4 separate regions of the Mus musculus genome follow, and regions 1, 3 and 4 are each linked to region 2. A link is a contact called in public HiChIP or PLAC-seq data. All regions are on one chromosome and are shown on one strand. Each heading gives the region's core, a stretch centred on a gene start, on an enhancer-like site or on the middle of the called end of the contact. The rest is flanking DNA. Distances are from core to core; before and after follow the strand shown.

Region 1 (3,153 bases), core at 435-2,934, 580 kb after region 2:
GGTAGTTTGTGAATTGCCACATGCTAGTGCTGAGAACCAAACTTGTATCCTCTGAGAGAGCAGTTCAGCCTGAGGGTTAGGGTTGTGATTTTACGTTGGCCGGCATTCATACCTATCCTGACGCACATAGAGTTTGTAGGCAGAGACTGGACATACTTGATACAGGATGTAAAACCCCAGGGTCTGGAAGGATAGAGAGAGACCATGGATGTGTGGCCTTCACTTTCCAAAACACAGGAAACTGAAGCCTTTGAGAAGTGACTCACCCAAAGCTTACAGCTGCTCCAGGGATGGAGAGCACCCACCCGGGACATAGGACTAGCCACAAGGCTAGTGCTATGGAGCAATGACAGCCCTCCCCTCCCCTCCGCTCCCCTCCCCTCCCCTCCCCCCAGCCATGCTGACCACCACTGTACACCTGAGTGAGCAGTTTCTACACCCCCACCTGAATGCCGCATCCTCCCAGACCTGGGTTCCTTGACTTGGTTCAGAAAGCTGGTGCCTGTTGTTTGGAGACTGGAAAATTCATCTGCTGTTGACCCCCAAGTCAGGTCCTCACTGGGGCCATTGACTGAATGAAGGAGGTAGGAGCAGCCCAGCCCTTCCCTGCCCTGGCTGCCATTTCACAATAGGTTGAGTGGCCTTCGGCTCTGTGAGAGTTCTTGCGAACAAGGAGTTGTCTGTTTGATCCTTGCCTCCTAAGACAGGCATGTGGGGGTGTCCAGTACACAGTGGCTGGTTAGGAAATGCTGATGGTGGGAGTTGAACCATGACTCTACTCTCCTGCAAGTCACCTGGGGCTGTGCTTGGAAGTGGCAGGCAAAACGAGTGGGACTCCCAGATCTTGCTTGAAGGAGGCTGTGTGTCAGGAGCTGGGGTGTCAGGGGCACTGTGTGTTCGTGAGCCTTGGTCCAGCCTGCCATGTTCTGGTGGCAGAACCCGGGAGAGATTATTTTGCCCTGGGTGCCCCCACAACATTCCCAGCAGGTAGAATTCAAATTTGCCTCAATGCCCCAGGGCTGTCCTGTCCTAGGATCATTTTGCCTTGTGCCTAAGTCACCAGGATTGAGGAGACACTCTGACTTCTACCATACAAGGGGATCTGGGATTCAGGGGGTGCCACTGTCCTCCATTCCTTCAACTCTCGGTGCAACAACCCCTCTGGCCAGTCAATCATCCAAGGTACCGGCCTGAGAGGACCCTAGTCCCTGGCCCCTCCCCCGAGAAAAGGCTCTAGGACAGCCTGGTCATGCTAAACTCAGGTGGGGTGGGGCTGATGGCTGAGGCACCCGGCAGAAAGCTTTGATCCGCAGTGGGCGGAGCCTGTGTCCACGTGAAGGGGTCTGGATAGATCTCTGTGGGCACAGCCTTTCCTCCTGGGATGGGTGTCTGGAGAGGGAGTGAGTTCAAGAGACGTTAATGGGAGCCTATGAGTCCCTGTGCATGGTGTGTGTGTGACCACAGGGTTGGTTGGGTGCCGGGTGGACAGTTGGGATTGAACTGCTCTGTGGCTCCTGTGTGGTGGCTTCCGAAGGGAAGAAGGGAGGTGGCTGAGAGCAAAGGAGCCAGCCCCTTGAGCTGGCCCTTTGGCCGCAGAGGGCTCCAAGACGCCGGCCCCGCCCTCCCAACAGGAGACCACGCCCACTATGGCCCCGCCCAGGCTGGAGGCCCCGCCCCCGGCCTGCTTTTGCGCTCCGAGCGCTCCACGCTGAGCCGCCGCGAGCCATGGTTCACAGGGCCCCGCGCTGGGAGTGCTGCCCCGGGCGGGGGCGCAGGACCCGGGCGGGACCCCACGGGGTCGCCGGGCTTGCTGCTAGCCGCCGACTATCGTCGTAGGGGACGCGGGGGCGCGTGTGGGCCGGGGTGAGCATGAGGACTCTCCGCAGGTTGAAGTTCATGAGTTCGCCCAGCCTCAGTGACCTGGGCAAGAGGGAGCCGGGCGCGGCGGGTACGGACGAGCGGGGCACGCAGCAGCGCCGGGCCTGCGCCAACGCCACCTGGAACAGGTAAGGCGCGCAGCCCGGAGCGGCGTGGCCGGAGACCGCACCGCGCCACTTTGCGCGCAGCTCGCCCCGCCGCCGGGCCGTGCGCGGGGAGGGAAGTGAGTGCAACGTGTCAGCGGCTAGAGCCCACGATCGCTCCCCGGGGGTGGGTGGGTGGGTGGGCGGCCGGGGAGCAGGAGGCCTCTGAGCCCCCACTTCGCAGGGGCGCACTTGAACCTCGCGGGCCCCCGGCGGGGCGCCGCTGCACTTCCTGTATGCGTGTCGGGCCCTCGGCGCGGGGTGGGCGGTGGCTTTCCCTGAGTTGGACCCCGGGCCTCCCAGCTGTCCGCGGGGGTGCGCCAGCTGCCAGACATTCCTTACCGGACCCTTCCGGAGGCCCATCCAGGACCAGCCGGGCGTGGGAAGCCCCTCCCCCAGCTGTGTTCTCAACCAGTCACAGATAGTTCTTTTAGCCATAGTTCCCCGGTGGGTCTCCTCTTGGCCCTTAAGGAAAAATTAAAAAAAAAAAAAAGTATTTCCATCCAAAGTAAAACACGGATTGAGGGAGGTTTGTGGATGCTGGCTCTCCACTCCACCCCTCCACCTGGCAGAGAAATCCTGCCAGGTTCTTCACCCTCTGTGGTCTGCCACTAGGGACACGGCTGTCACTTGGACACATGTCTTCTGTTCATCTAGTCTGAGAGCAATCGGGGGGGGGGGGCACCCGGCTGCCAGCAGGGACCCTAAGTTCCTCCACTAAGCTGCAGCCTGCCTGAGAGCTGAGACTACCTACCTTAGTTTCCCTCTCTGCTGGGCCTACACCGGTCTCCTCATTGGGCTGGGAGCAGAACTGTGAGAGAAGGAAGACTCCTTTTCCCCAGAACTGCTCAACCACTCTCTTCGTCCCCTTCCTTGTCTCTGGCCAGGGTTTAGTGGAGCCATGCTGACTTTTGGCTCAGATTTCAACTCCACTCCTCTGTTGTGTGGCCCTAGGCAGTTGGTTTTCCACTTCTGGTCCTCAGTTTCTTTATTAATAATATGGGTGAGTGACTGTTGTTGGAGTAAATGTGAAGATGTGTAATCAGGCTGTGAGCATGAGTTCTGGCACACAGTAGGTCTACCCTGTAACTCAGAACTCAAGTCTAGGAACATTCAGAGAGTAGTGTCTCGG
Region 2 (3,077 bases), core at 364-2,863:
CAACTCCTCTCTGCAGTGTCCAGGGAGCTCCCCAGAAGCCACCAGGCTCCTGCACAGGGTTTGTCTAACACTCGCCAGCCCTCCCAGTTCACAGCTGGGCCTCTAGCCTGGCTACTCCCTCAGGTATCCCGGGTCAAAGGCCCTCCCCAGCTCCTTCCTCAGTAACCCAGGCTCTGGCCCTTTCCTCCAGGAACTCCATTACAATCCCAGCCACACCCCCTGGTCCTAAGGGCTCTGAAAACCAAGTCTCCCACAATTCCAGGGTCTAGGGAGGGAACTAGAATCTTCTTTTACCCACGGGCACATTCATACCCTTTGTAGCGAGGACACAGCCATGATGCCTCCTTAAGTACCACCCTGAGGCTGGGCACCCAGCTGAGAGGCAGGGCATACATGAGCCATAGGGCCACAAGGCCCTGGGTTCATCCCAGGCACTAAACCAAAAAAGACAACACCAGGTACAGCCACTAACCCAGATGTGGAGCACCCAGCGGAATGACCAGCACATAGAGAGTTCTCCAAAAGGCAACCCTAGCTAAAGCCAGCAGGGACCCAGGGGTGGGACTGTGGGGTGGTTGCAGCCTCACTCAGCCTGGCTTGTCTCCTGACATGCCTTTTCAGGACAGCCCAGCTGGCTGTATGCCCAGTGGTGGGTCAGTGCCTACACCTGGACTTGACCCCAGGGCCTTTGCACCCCAACTCCTCCCCTGAGAGCGCCCACCACTCTCTGTGAGGATGATGGGCAGCTGCCCAGGAAACCCGGACTCCACCCCGGGAGATGCCCTGCTTATATTTTCTCCTGTAACCGCCTGCTTGGATACCTCGGGGTGATGGACACCTTCTCAACTACCTGAGCCTGCAGGACAATGGTCACAAGGACGCCCTACAGGGACAGGAGAACCGGCTGAGCTTGTCCTACAGACCCCAGAAAAGGCACCACACAGCCATCTCTACACCAGGCCTGGAGAACTGAGTGGCTCAGATCTCAGCCCAGCTGTGTGACCTTGGACAAGCCTCCTCCCCTCTCTGATCCTCTGCCTAGAAGCTCTACCTTACACGGCTGCTGGGGACCCAGGTGCCCAGGTCCCGCCTGGTGACAGTCGGCCTGTAAACAGCATACAGGGGCAGCGGAGGGCGGTCCCATCCCCCACAGAGCCCACACTGGAGGCGCGCCCACTGCCCTCATCACACGGGGAGCCGGACAGGACTAGGGCACAGAGAGGCTGAGCGACCTGCCCAAGGTCACACAGCCGCGCGAGCGACCGGTACGGCGTGGGGTTCCCGGCTCACCTGACTTGGGGTAGGTGACGATCCACACGTCGCTGGGCCGCACGGGGAAGTCGGCGATATCCTCCATCTTCCCGCGGCAGAAGGGCGGCAGCCGCACGCCATGGAACTCGAAGTACTTGCTCTCGAACTCGCCCGGGGTGCCCGGGGTCTCCGCTTCGCTCTCCGCCATGCCGCCGCCCGGCCCGGCCCGCAGCTCCAGGGCGTGACGTCACGGCGCCGGCGCGGGGCTCCGCGGGCATGACGTCATGGCCGCACCCACGCACGCCGCGCCCCTGACGTCGGTTGCCGAGGCCCCGCGCCTGCCGCAAAGGTGCGTCGGGTCCGTATCACTGCCTGTCAGTCATGCGTGGCAGGTCAGGGTCCCCACACCCTAGAGCAAAAAAGGAGGCGTCTGCGCAGACCCAGGGCGAGCCTCGGGGTCCGGGAAGCCGCACCTCCAGAAGCTTCTGATGCCAGAGATGGAAGAGCCCGCATCAGAGCGCGGCTGACAAAGGCAGCGTTTAGAGAGCCTGCAATCAAGTGCCAGAGAGAACTCCCCCCAGGAAGAACCCCGGCAGAGAGGCCCCAAGAAAAGAAACCCAAGACAGAAAACCTCCAGGCAGAGAGGACTCCCACCCCCACCCCACAAGCAGAGAAGACCATCAGCAGAGGATTCCCCTTGCAGATAGAAACCCCAGAGTGGGCCCTTCCAGGCAGAGACCAGACGCTTGGCAGAGAAATCTCCAGGCTGAGAAGAGGCCCCCTCCCCGAGGACACCCCAAACAGAGGCGATCCCCCCTCCTCCAGAGAGGAAACTCCCATGCCGAGAAGACCCTCGGCAGAGAGGAACCCAAGAGTGGACATCCCCGCCCCCAGGCAAAAAGGACCTCAGGTAGAGGGGACCCCAGCAGAGATGCGCCCTCAGGAAATCCCCCAGAGAGGACCCTCCAGGTGGCGCCCGCCACCTGTCCAGGTCCCATCCTTGACAATGGGAATCCTATTTCCAGGAGCCACATCTGGGGAAAGCAGCTAACAAGAACCCAAGGGTCTGGGAAACCCCTTAGGAGTAGAGCTCCTCCCTCTCGGGAAGCCCTGGGGTCAGTTCCCCAGCACTGGAGAAAAGGGAAACAGACAAACAAAAGTTGGGCTTGCGGCACACTTGTGATCCCAGCAACTGGAGAGTGGAGACAAGAAGATCAAGAGTTCAAGGCCAGCCTCGGCTACATCGTGCATTTGACGCTAGCTTAGGATACATGAGAGCCTAAGAAAGGGGCAGAGAAAACTGTCTCCTTTTTCTCTCTAGCACGGGAGATGCACAGACCTGTCTGGATACAGAGAGTAGGTATGGGACCTTCTGGTTTTCCACACTGAAGGGCATCTTGGGGGAGCAGTTGGGGTGACACAAAGGGGCTCTGGGCCCCAGTAACATTGTTTCAGGTGCGATCCCTGAGAAGTGAAGAGTAAGAGGCAAGGAAGAGCCCCTCTGAGTAAGAAGAGAACATATAGACCGGAATTCATGGTGCTAAGAATGCATCCTGGAGCTGACAAGATGGTTCAGTGGGTAAAGCGCTTGCTGCCAAGCCTGACAACCTCAGCTTCACTCCTGGAACCCACATAGTGAAAGGGGAATACTCCCACAAACTTACCTTTGACCTTCACATACACATCAACTTGCATACTAACGACACACGAAATAAATGTAAAATGTGTTGCTTTTTTTTCTTTTTTTTTCCTTTTTTCTTTTCTTTTTTTTTCTTTTCTTTTATTTTTTTTTTTATTTTTTTTGTAATTTTAAAGAAAGCGTCTTG
Region 3 (2,858 bases), core at 330-2,829, 530 kb after region 2:
TATGTGAGGGTGAAGAAGTTGTGGGGAAAGTGTGTGTGTGTGTGTGTGTGTGTGTGTGTGTTTTCAGAGAAGTTTAACTGAAATGAGAAGGCCCACCCTTAACAGGCAGCAGAAGCCTTTGTGTGCTGGCATCTCAGACTGAAAGAGGAAAAGGTCACATGTCTCTCTGCTTCCTGGCTGAGCTCACAGTGTGACCCAAGGCCTGCAACACCCCCTGTGTCTCAAACTGTGAGGCAGAACAAACCCCTCCTTCTTAAGCAGCTACTGTCTGGTATCTTGTCACAACCAGGGAGAGAAACATAAGACAAAAGCCAATGCTTCACCCACATCCCTAACTTCACACACACACACATACCCTAACACACAGACACACACACATACCCTAACACACACACACACACCTTAACACACACAGCCACACACACACACACCCTAACACATACAGCCACACACACACACCCTAACACACACACAGACACACACACACCCTAACACACACAGACACACACCCTAACACACATAGCCACACACACACCCTAATACACACAGACACACACACCCTGACACACACACAGACACACACACACACCCTAACACACACAGACACACACACACACACCCTAACACACACATAGACACACACACATACACACACAGCCACACACACATACACACATGCCCACACCCCCCCCCATGCATTCTATTCAGCATTGGCATTTCTAACTTCAAGATGAACTTTGAGTGTGAGTATGCCTTCCTGCAGTTATGAGCTGTGCTCCAGTAGACAGTGTAAACCTCTTCCCACATCCCAGAAGTTCCCTGAGCCCCACTCGGTCCTCTGACTTCCTGAACTCTGCAGCCAGATGGGCCTCCAGAAAATGCAGACATTTAAGCTGCTGCCAGAGACCCAGGGTGAACCTCTACCAGGCCCTGCCTGGCTGATTCTTCCTCTATGGCGTTCGTCCCTGACCTAAACGGCTAAGTTCCTCTGAGCTGTCTGAGGCTCGCTTTCAGGGTAAACCCTGTGTGGTTAGAATTCCCAGGGACCCGGGTCCAAAGTGCAGTCCCAGCTTCTGGACCCTCTTTAAATGAGCACACAAAAGAGGGTCACAAGACAGGACATGTGCACATCCGGGATGGTTGGTGATGGCCACTCTGTGGTCATCTTCCAAAGCCCGTGCTCCCTGGCTGGCTGTGCCTGGGCTATTTGGGAGAACACGCTGTTCCAGGCCAGAACAGTCTGGCTCTTCCAAGAACTGAAGATGAAAGGCCCTGGGCTTCTGTAGTTCGTTAACAATTCCTTTCTTCCCTTTGCCCAGCAGAAGTTTCCATTCAACCATGGAAACATTTTTCAAATTAACTGTCCCCTCCCAGAACTGCTTGGCTTGGAGGCTGAGGAGAGATAGGGGCCTGGGCTTCCTCACAGTCTAAGTGACTGGAGATATCTGTTCCCACTTTGGAGGCTTGGGGCCCTGGGGGCAGGCCCTTCTGCTTCCAGATGGGCTGAGAGGCCACTCAGGAGAGCAAGGGTCAGAGTGCAGCTGGCCAGTGGACACTGCTCAGTCTTTGAGCTTCTGCCAGCTGTGGCTGAGGAACGAAGGATGGGACTCCAGAGAGGGGACACCAGGGAGGGGACACCAGGAGGGAGACATCAGGGAGGAGACACCAAGGAGGGGACACCAGGGAGGGGACACCAGGGAGGAGACACCAGGGAGGGGACTCCAGAGAGGGGACACCAGGGAGAGACACACCAGGGAGGGGACACCAGGGAGCCTCTGTCATTCATTTGTGTTCCTCAATAGTCATTCTTCAGCTAGATATGGACATGCCCCCATGGGTGAGGACTAGGCTGGGCTTGGAGACAGACAGGCACTCTCTCTCTCTCTCTCTCTCTCTCTCTCTCTCTCTCTCTCTCTCTCTCTCACACACACACACACACACACACACTTTTGTCAACTTGCTGTGAGGACCCTGAGGGGAGTCAGCACTGGCACACTGCATTCACTGCACTGAGGAGAACCTATTTTCTGGTTCTAATTGTGAGCCACAAACTGGGCTTGATGTTGACGTTCTAAAATCTCGGCATCAAGGGCTAGATAGAGAGAAGGCTCAGCGGTTCAGAACACTGACTGTCCTTCCACAGGACCAGGGTTCAAATCCCAGGACCCACATGTCAGCTCACAACCATCCATAACTCCAGTTCTGGAAGATCTGATACCCCCAGACGGACAGGCATGCAGGCAAAACACCAATGCACATAAAATTAAAATCGTTTTTTTTTTAACAATCTTTGCATTGAGTGGGTGGCTTATGCCTTTTACCTCAGCACTATCTCTGGCCCAGAACACCACTCCTGAACACCGGCAACAGTGAACTGGAAGGACTCTATAATAGCGTCCAGGGGAATTGAGCATGGTGGCATATATCCAGTAACCCCACTGCTGTGGAGGCTGAAACAGAAGACTGCAAGCTCAAGCCAGCCTGGGCTGTGAGTCAAAACCTAGAGAACTGTACCAATGTGCACAACCAGACCCTTGTCAGAGCCCCTTGCAGACAGAGAAGGGACTCTAGCCAGCCGGAGCACGCCACACATAGTTCTGTCAGGCCTTGCCCTTCTCTCCCATGCCCTCTGCCTCGCATTCCTAAAGCTGGCCACCAAAGTCTATTCGCTTATTTGTCTACTTGTCCTGAGGCTGACTGACTACCAAGGTCCAGCTATCAAAGTATTGACATCCAGCAATCGAAAGCTTTGGCTCACCTAGTTAACCTGCCTAATCAAAATTAAACACTGCATCCTAACGCAGGGTTTCCCCCTTTTATCTTCATAAACTGCCATTTGCCTAAGGGCCACGTCTGCC
Region 4 (3,077 bases), core at 236-2,735, 590 kb before region 2:
GAGTCCTGCATGGTGGCACTGGCTTGCAATCCCAGTGCTTGGGAAACAGAGGCAAGGGGATCAAAAATCTAAGGTCATCCTCAGCTACATAGGGAATTCCAGGCCAGCCCGGAGCTACATGAAACCCCCAAATAAATTCCCTCTGTGGAGGAGCAGATAAGTGCTACTCAAGCCAGTCAGTGAATGAGAGGAAGCCCAGCCCTCCATGGTGGAGAAACCAGCAACAATCACCTATAAAGACCTGGCTTCCTAGGAACATGCAGAATGCGACTCGGGGGAAGATGGGCAGCTCAGAACACTTGCTTGTTGGAGTACTCCAAAGAGCTTCAACCTCTGCTGTGATCACAGCCGCAGACAGGAGTCAAGGCAGCCTTCCTAGGAACAGCAAGATGAGAACTCACCAGAGTCTCATCACCCTTCTGTGTCCAGCCTCAGAAAGCAAGGTCCCTGCTTCCCACACTTTGACATTTTTACAAATCAGGGTCAGTGACGTCACGACGACACCAGGATTCCCAGTATCTATATTCTTTTCCAACAAGCTTTCAATGAAAGGGGCGGGGGGAAGCTATCTCTAAGAAAATAAGACCTAAATGGCTGGAGAGATGGCTCAGCTGTAAGACCCAGTCCTGCTCTTGCGGAGGACATAAGTTTGGTCCTCAGCACTCAGCACACAACCTTCTGTATATAATTCCAGCTCCAAGGAGCTCCCATACGCCCTCTTCTGGCTTCCACCAGCACTTACACTCACGTGCACCCCCACCCCCACCCCCGCGCACTGAGACACAAACATATACACATAATTAAAAATTAAATAATGAAGACTATTTAAATAAAGAAAATAGTATATAATACTGCACATCCATGACCTCCACTCCTCTCCACACCACTGTAGGTAGACAGTGCCATGACCTAAAGTGGCTGTCTACTAGTATCTCCCATTCATTGACAGCACAGCAGGGCTTCTCTTTTTGTGCCGCCATATGACATCACTGTTTTATGCTCATTAAGTGTTTCCCAAACAAAGCCTGTTTTACCAAGACCAACTTGGTTTGCAAGGCTATACTTCCTGCGTCCAGTTGAGGACGCAGTCCCTGCAACACCCCCCCCCCACCCCACCCCGCCCGGGCTCCACAGAGGACCACAACTCCCAGATCCCCCTCCTAACAAAGAGGGCAACATCTCGGGTCGGTGCAGTCTTGCAGAGGAGCAAGTAGAGCAGCCTTGAGCTCCCCGTACAGGTGCGGCGCCCCCCAACCTCCCCCAACAGATGCCACCTCAAACAATACAGGCTGTGGATGCACTGAAAGCCTACCTAGAATAGCCGGTAAGAAAGATAATGATGCAATTACAGCAGTTGAAGGCACAAGGCAAGTCCCAGGATATCAACAGAGAAAACGACGTTGAGCAGCGGAGACACGGACTGGGTAGCAGAAGCTAAACCGCCCGGATCCTTCACGGGCAAGCCCGCCTGCGCGTGCGCAATCTCCACGCGCGGCCACGCCCACGGCGCACAAGACCCCGCCCGCCCGTCCTCTCTACTGCAACCAGTCCGCCTTGCTCACTCCACTTCCGGAGAGGTGTCCTAGCAACCGAGAACGCGAAAACCGCTGGCGCTACTGCTTCCTGATTATTTTTTCTGTCCATGGTTGTGACACCTTCTTTCCTGCCTCGGTATTTTTCTGCGAGTTATCTATCCACCGCTTAGAGGCTAGAAAGCGCAAGGTATCCTATCCGCGCACCCTTCAGGGCCAGAAATGAGAGTTGTAAGGGCCAGGGCCAGCGGATAAAGGTGCTTGCAGCCAAGCCTTATCAGCTCAGTTCGACTCCCGGGACCTACATATGTGATGGATGGAGAGAACAGATACCTACAAGTAGTCTTTTGATCTCCACTCGTGTGCCATGTTGAACGCACCCCCTCCCCACGCCCACACACAATAAATGTTATTAAGAAATTAGTGAAGCCGGGTAGTGGTGGCGCATGCCTTTAATCCCAGCACTTGGGAGGCAGAAGCAGGCGGATTTCTGAGTTCGAAGCCAGCCTGGTCTACAGAGTGAGTTCCGGGACAGCCAGGGCTACACAGAGAAACCCTGTCTCGAAAAACAAAAACAAAAAACAAACCAAAAAAAAAAAAACCAACAAACCAAAAAAAAAAAGAATCTGGAAATTGGCTCAGAGGTTTAAAAAAACGTGCTGTGTTATTGCATAGGACCCACGTTCAGTTCCCAGCACCCATGCCAGGCTCCCCACAACCACCTGCATGTAACTCCAACTCGGGATCAGAAACCGGAAGCCAATGGCCTCCATGGGCCCCTGCACACATGTAAAAAACATTCGTGCACACACGCATGATAAAAACATAAAAATAGGACTGGAGAGATGGCTTGGCAGTTAAGAGCACTGACTTCTCTTCCAAAGAAGGGCAATACCCAGCACCCACATAGTGGCTCACAACCTTCTGTTAACTGCGCATATGGTGCATTGAAATATGTGTAGGCTAAACATACACACACACACACACACACACACACGAATAAAATTTAAAAATGAAAATTAAGTCCAAAAAAAAAAAAAAAAAAGACAGGATACAAGATGACAGACTGAGCTAGGCATCTGGAGGCCAAGCAGGTGCGGGGCAGGGTTAGCCATTGTCTCCTACTGACACTCCACTTTGCCATCCAGAAATCAGAGATGACGATTAACTCGTGTTTCTGAAGTTGTAATGTAATGTGAACATTTCATTCGGCATGTAGTGACAACAAGGGGCCCTCCCAAAGGATTTGAAGCATTTGTCCAGACGGTATGTTTTGTTTTGTTTGTTTGTTTTTTGTTTTGTTTTGTTTGTTTGTTTGAGACAGGGTTTCTCTGTGTAGCCCTGGCTGTCCTGGAACTTACTCTGTAGACCAGGCTGGCCTCGAACTCAGAAATCCGCCTGCCTCTGCCTCCCAAGTGCTGGGATTAAAGGCGTGAGCCACCACGACCGACTCAGACAGTATGTTTTATGTGTGCTGAGCTGCTGTGTCTCTGTGTGTGCGTGTGTGTGTGTGTGGGGACCAGAGGCCATTTCAGGTGTCTTTCC

Evidence for each region. HiChIP or PLAC-seq counts read pairs in DNA pulled down with a chosen protein or histone mark.
Region 1: an H3K4me3 HiChIP or PLAC-seq map of stem cell-derived neural progenitor cells shows a contact between it and region 2, with 2.7 times the contacts expected there. The contact joins the promoter of Prr5 here to the promoter of Sult4a1 in region 2. A contact is called at or near these places in 5 of 39 promoter capture datasets (the 3T3-L1 cell line, the HPC-7 cell line, HPC-7-derived erythroid cells and 2 more), 1 of 15 datasets of contacts at CTCF or cohesin (large pre-B cells), 10 of 115 datasets of contacts at active chromatin or transcription factors (embryonic basal ganglia, embryonic forebrain, embryonic hindbrain and 6 more) and 4 of 9 other capture datasets (adipose tissue, embryonic stem cells, liver and 1 more).
Region 3: a contact with region 2 is called in an H3K4me3 HiChIP or PLAC-seq map of forebrain, with 7 times the contacts expected there. The contact joins the enhancer-like site here to the promoter of Sult4a1 in region 2. A contact is called at or near these places in 8 of 39 promoter capture datasets (cranial neural crest, embryonic stem cells, frontonasal cranial neural crest and 5 more), 2 of 15 datasets of contacts at CTCF or cohesin (hippocampal excitatory neurons and large pre-B cells), 21 of 484 Hi-C or Micro-C datasets (the HL-1 cell line, LSK cells, bone marrow-derived macrophages and 13 more), 12 of 115 datasets of contacts at active chromatin or transcription factors (bone marrow-derived macrophages, craniofacial prominence, embryonic basal ganglia and 8 more) and 2 of 9 other capture datasets (embryonic stem cells and liver).
Region 4: an H3K4me3 HiChIP or PLAC-seq map of forebrain shows a contact between it and region 2, with 4 times the contacts expected there. The contact joins the promoter of Ttll1 here to the promoter of Sult4a1 in region 2. A contact is called at or near these places in 2 of 115 datasets of contacts at active chromatin or transcription factors (embryonic forebrain and forebrain).

What each region holds. Positions count from the first base shown.
Region 1 is chr15:84,679,314-84,682,466 of GRCm38.p6, forward strand. It overlaps Prr5 (proline rich 5 (renal)), which reads left to right and starts at 1,685. Exons shown (of 8, transcript NM_146061.4): 1 at 1,685-2,006. The coding sequence starts at 1,870.
Region 2 is chr15:84,104,141-84,107,217 of GRCm38.p6, forward strand. It overlaps Sult4a1 (sulfotransferase family 4A, member 1), which reads right to left and starts at 1,614. Exons shown (of 7, transcript NM_013873.3): 1 at 1,291-1,614. The coding sequence starts at 1,459. Gm46526 (a long non-coding RNA gene) reads left to right here and starts at 701. Exons shown (of 2, transcript XR_001781726.2): 1 at 701-2,611.
Region 3 is chr15:84,638,427-84,641,284 of GRCm38.p6, forward strand. No RefSeq gene overlaps it. Among named protein-coding and RNA genes, the nearest start is that of Gm34201, 12 kb to the left of the region's middle. Within about 2 kb of position 1,580, at least 83 of the 459 cell types and tissues checked have an H3K27ac peak or open chromatin away from gene starts, as enhancers often do. A contact at or near this core is called in brown adipocytes, cerebral cortex, craniofacial prominence and 4 more, where this site is marked.
Region 4 is chr15:83,509,422-83,512,498 of GRCm38.p6, forward strand. Ttll1 (tubulin tyrosine ligase-like 1) reads right to left here and starts at 1,486. Exons shown (of 12, transcript NM_178869.4): 1 at 1,313-1,486.